Linked DNA regions of Macaca mulatta: region 1 is linked to region 2. A link is a contact called in public Hi-C data. All regions are on one chromosome and are shown on one strand. The core of a region is the stretch at or near the end of the contact, and the rest is flanking DNA. Distances in the headings are between cores, read along the strand shown.

The links. Hi-C and Micro-C count contacts between places; a contact is called where the count stands out from the background.
Region 1: a Hi-C map of liver shows a contact between it and region 2, with 2.6 times the contacts expected there. The contact joins the promoter of LIPT2 here to the promoter of PGM2L1 in region 2. A contact is called at or near these places in 2 of 14 Hi-C or Micro-C datasets (fetal cortical plate and liver).

The regions. Positions count from the first base shown.
Region 1 is chr14:74,893,551-74,896,250 of T2T-MMU8v2.0, forward strand. LIPT2 (lipoyl(octanoyl) transferase 2) reads right to left here and starts at 1,364. Exons shown (of 2, transcript NM_001194503.2): 1 at 899-1,364; 2 at 1-8. The coding sequence starts at 1,364. It overlaps LIPT2-AS1 (LIPT2 antisense RNA 1), which reads left to right and starts at 1,030. Exons shown (of 2, transcript XM_015115198.3): 1 at 1,030-1,631.
Region 2 is chr14:74,798,820-74,801,519 of T2T-MMU8v2.0, forward strand. It overlaps PGM2L1 (phosphoglucomutase 2 like 1), which reads right to left and starts at 1,378. Exons shown (of 14, transcript NM_001265664.1): 1 at 980-1,378. The coding sequence starts at 1,090. LOC106993384 (a long non-coding RNA gene) reads left to right here and starts at 312. Exons shown (of 4, transcript XR_013404131.1): 1 at 312-449; 2 at 704-834.

The DNA.
Region 1 (2,700 bases), core at 114-2,613, 95 kb after region 2:
GCGGACTCCTGCAAGGCAAGTCAAAGGGTCTTAGAGTAGATACCCTCCACTCTCCAGGCTTCGGGGTCCCTCTCAGGGGGATGAGAGAACTGGACTAGATCACTAGTTTTCAAATTTTGTTTCTGGAGAAACAAGGAATTGTGCACAGATAGGAAAAGGAAACAAATGAAAGGAAGGGGTGCGTGGCTTCAAGGCAGCTGCACTCATCATGAGGATTCCAGGAAATGTCTTTTAACAGATTCCAATACTTAAAAAAAAAAAAAAAAAAAAAAAGTTTGGGGACCGGCGCAGTGGCTAACGCCTGTAATCCCAGCACTTTGGGAGGCCGAGGCACGCGGATCACGAGGTCATGAGATCGAGACCATCCTGGCCAACACAGTGAAACCCCATCTCTACTAAAAATACAAAAAATTAGCCGGGCTGGTGGTGGGCGCCTGTAGTCCCAGTTACTCGGGAGACTGATGCAGGAGAATGGCGTGAACCCGGGAGGCGGAGCTTGCAGTGAGCCGAGGTTGCGTCACTGCACTCCAGCCTGGGAGACACAGCGAGACTCCGTCTTAAAAAAAAAAAAGTTTGAAAATTAGCACCCTTATTGCCATGACATTGTGATTGGCTGGAAGTAACCTGGCAATCCACTTCTCCTGTCCCTCCATTCACAGAAATGCGTGTTCGACTAGATGATGTAACGTGCCTTCTGCTTCTGACTATATGGTATCCGGGAAAGGTCTTAAAAACTCAAACGCAGCGGGTAGCTGTGATTCAAGGCCCGCGCTAGATACGCCTCCTCCCGGCCCGAGTTCTACCCTCACCTCCATTGGTCCAGCCCCGTCAGACCCCGCCCCCAGGCCTCAAGCTCCGACCCCGGCTCTCAGGTCCCGCCCTGCGCCGCGGCGCTCACCGATCGCGCAGATCTTGCGATCGTCCAGCCAGACGCCGGTGTAGGGCGGGGACCGCGCGCGGGCGTTCTGCAGGCCCTGGAGCTCGCACAGGCGCACGGCGCACGCCTCCAGCGCCGCTACGTGCATGCGCAAGCGCAGACCGAGACGCCGCAGGTCGAGTACCGGGTGGCAAAGCAGCTGGCCCGGGCCGTGGAAGGTGGCCAGGCCACCGCGGCCTGTGACGCGCACCTCGGCGCCCAAGGCCCGTAGCCGCGCAGTTTCCTCGGGCGTCAGGCCGCCGCGCAGCCCGGCCGTGTACACGGGCCCCGCGGGCTCGCAGAGCAGGAGCGCGCCCGCCTCAGTCGCCGACGAGGCTTCAGTGCCTGGCTCGGCCTGTAGCCGCCGCAGCCAGCGGTCCTGCAGCCCCAGCAGCTCGGCGTACGGCACCCGACCCAGGCGCAACAGCCGAACCGCGGGTTGCCGCATCGTGCCCACCGCTGCGTCCGCGGGACCCCGCCCTCTCCCTGGGCCTGGGGGCGTGGTATGAGGGGCGGGACTCAGGGGCACGCCCCAAGCCGCGGCTCCCAGGTGCGTGTTAAAAGCTGGAGGGGGGAATGTGTGATTCCAGGACCCAGCGCAGGCCGGCCTCCTCGGTTCATTCAACAACCAGTATTTAGTGCCTGCTATGTTCTGCAGGCCCTGCCCTAGGCGCTTGATACAGCGGTGCATAGCGTATGAGAAAGCTCTGTCCTGGTAAGCTTACATTCTTACAGCAGACAATAAGTATTTAAGAAGTAAATAAAGTTATTTCACGTCTAAGGTGTTAAGTGCTATGAAAAGAAAAATAAAACGGTAACATGGTATGTCCTGGGTTGAGCCCCTGGGGGTCGCAAGAGGGAGATTAGCTTGCCTACAAGGTTATTGGTGGGGATAGGGAGAACTTAAAAGATCAGCACCTGTAAGAAAGTGAAGGAAAGAGGAATTTGTAGGCAGAGCGAGAAGTTGGCCTGCAAAACGGTTTCAGCAGAGGGCTTTACCAATCCCAAGGGATGCTTGGAGCCTAGGATGACCCTTCAGAGTAGTTCCACATTAAAGCAAGGGGGCCAGAAACTCGTATCCTTGCATTGACCAGTCATGGATACAGGCTACACTTGTAGAGGCGCTGTGATTTTTTGTTTGTTTGTTTGTTGTTTTTGGCAAGACTGCTTCCCTTGATGGAGGGGGGCCCCCAGAGAAGGACTCAGTTGTGAATCATCAGCAACCAACTCCAGAAGCTGAGGGAATGACTGTCTAGGTGTCTGAAAAACATTTCATAAACATAGACATAAAGATCCTAAGCAAATATTAGCAAATCAAATCCAGCAATTTATAAAAGGATTAATACATCATGGTGAAGTAGGGTTTATCCCAGGAATGCAAGGTTGGTTTTGCATTCTGAAATCAAACAACGTAATTTACGTTAGAAGAGAAAAGCCTTCATTGGAAGAAATAATAAAACAAAAACTTTTTTAAAATAAAAGCTATGATTATGTTCAATACATACAGATAAATCTGTTGGCAAAAATAAACACCTCTTCTGACCAAAAGACTCAGCAAACTAGGAATAGAAGAGAAATTTTCCAGTCTGATGAAGGGTTCAAATTATCAGGGTTTGGACAAGAGAAATCACATATGTACTATTTTAATCAGATGTTTTATTTGAGAAAATTGGAGACTCATATGCAGTTGTAAGCAATAATACGGACAGATTATGTGTGTCCTTTACCCAGCTTTCCCCAATGGAAACACCTTGCAAAACTGTAATACAATATCACAACCAGGA
Region 2 (2,700 bases), core at 128-2,627:
AAAAACAAAACTTTCAGAAAGAGAAGCCTTAAGGAAATTCATTTGTACAACATGATGTCACATAATACCATACAAATTCCTTAATTCAGTGTCATTAATTCCATTTTAAATGTGCTGCCTTCTCTACTTCAACAAAGGCATTTTATGCACTTGACAAAGCAAAAGCTCGGATTATCTTCCTTTGTTGGAGCCACCAGGGACCTCTTTTACAAGTAAGATAGCTGCATTTTAATTCTGATTGTCACAAATCCATCCCAAATGCCCGCATAAGGTTTAATTACCGCAACAATTTGGAGGTGGGGGCGGAGCGTGGGTGGGGAGGTGTTGGTAGAGAAGTAAGGGTTAAGGCAAAAACAATCCTGTATTAAGAGTACCATATGAAACCTGGAAAACACGATTCCTTGAACAGATTAATTCCAGAAAATAGCTGCCAGCAGGAGAAAGAAGAGGTAAGCGCCTTGCCTTTCCCAAGAGCAAAAGGTGATACTAGAAAATACCAAGGATAGAAGACCAGCGACTACCTAGCGACAGAAGGAGGAAACACACCAGACCAGAACTAAAGCAGATAGCGGTTAGAAACGCCCAGTAAGGGTGCCAGAAACCACTTTCAGGTTTGTGGAGAAGGAAGTCAAGAGAGAAAAAGGGAAAGGAAATCGTTGTTTAGGGTATAACCTACAATGATTTTTTTTTTTTTTTTTGGAAGAAAGAGGGAAGACAGCACTTGAAGGGAAAGAGGGTAAAGAAGAGGAAGGGAGGTTACAATTGAGAGCACCGCAGAAGGAAGCGATGCAGATGTTCGGCTCTGGCGGACCGAAGGAGGAACCCCATGCATAGGTGGGTGGCAACGCCCTGCTCCGCTGCCCCCCGCCCGGTGTCCCGAGCCATCTCCTCTGCAGCCCGTGGGGCGCTGGGTGGGCATAGGAAAGAGCAGACTATGTGGGGGAGGCGACGGCGGATGCTGGGCTGACCAGGTACCCACCTTATCCCAGCGGAGCCACTGCCCGATGGCCGTGTCCAGCTGAGGATCCCCGGTGTGGTAGGGGGCGTGGAGCAGGTTGGAGTTCAGATCCCCCTCTGTGTTTTCAGCCATGGCGACCAGACAGGTGTACGTGCCGGGGGCCGGCGAAGACACTGAGTTGGGGTAGGGGGTGGCCTGGGGTTCGCTCACCAGGGTCCGGGCGTCCCCACCTCACTGAAGGGCATTGGAGACCAATCGCAGGGTGTTTGTAACAGCTCCTGCTGCGGCGTCAGGGAACCGGGAGAGAGGGGGCTTATGGCCGCCTGCTCCCCAGCGGACCAGGTCGGGGTCTCTGGGCGAAGTGACTGAGGCGGTCGCGCCGCGAGAGAACAACAACAGTCCCAGATGTCTGGGTCCTGGCCCCGCCACCGCCGCCGCCGCCGCCGCCGCCGCCGCCCGCACCGCCTACGGCCCCGCCCCGCGCCTTAGGCCCCGCCCCTTCCCGCCTCTGCTAATTTAAGTCCGCGAAGCCCTAAACTGGAGTCCGGGAGCGCGCTCCCCACGACTCCGAAGTAGCATGGGTTTACAGCCCGTCCGGGTGGTGAGGCAGTAGTGCACAGTTATTTTTATTTTTTAATTTGCCATGGGTCTCCTTTCCTCGATCTGCTCTCACGGCTACCACTAGGAAGCTGCCTTCGCGCTTGCCCTGCAGATCCCAGCGCGCGCGCAGACCCCCAATTTCTCTTGGGGGCACGCGCCGGTTGTGGGAGGAGGGGCTGTGCGAGCTGTCCGCGCACTGCTTCACGGGAGCTGTAGTTCTTTCCTTTGAGCTCAGCGGAGACCGCCGCCGAGACTACGACTCCCAGCAGCTCCGAGCCCTCCCTTTCCTCAAAAGAAAAAGATCTGCTTCGAGGTAGTTCCCTACGGACGCCCTATCCCTATTAGTTATGCTGCGGTATGTGGCCCTGGCATTAAATTAAACAAGGAATGACATAGTAAGGGGGCAAAGTGGTATTCGTTTAGTGCTGTGCAGTTTACGAGTCTCATTCTATCGCTTCAATCCCTCAGTAAGGTAGGGGGCGTCGTCCTTTCCCGTTTCACACACAAAGAAGAAACTGACTCCCTGAGACAGTCCTCTCCTAAGAGGCCGAGTTCGTGAGCGGTCAAACTAGGGTTCGAGTCTCATTTCAGATTCCCTCGGCTGGCAGTTATTTTATTAGGTCGGTGCAAAAATAACTGCGGTTTTTGCCATTAAAAATAATAGCATTAAAAGTAATGGCAAAAACGGCAATGACTTTTGTACCAACCTAATAGCTCTGCTGCTACAGTAAACTAGGAGGTAGGGCGAACAAGATTACTGTAAAATAGATGAGGAAGTTGTTGAGGGAAGATGGGTCGACATTTAACCTTGATAAAAGAATGTATAAGCATCACAAGATACCAAGAGCAATGGTAATGGGAATACTGAGGAAGAGGAAATTGGTTCACTCAAATTGAAATAGTCTTCCGTTACTTCTTAGCCGCCTCTCCTATGGAATGCTCACCTAACTTGAGGTCTGGGAAACGCTGAGAAGTGCTGACCTGTCAGCCACCTAGCTACTCCTCCATTTCTTGGTCTGGCCTTCTTAGAATGGCTATGATTTTGACCAAGTATATTACAACTCTTTCCCTAGTCAGCTTTTTTGTGAGGAGGGTATGATAATATTTACATCATGGCTGTACAGTAACTTAATAAATGGCAT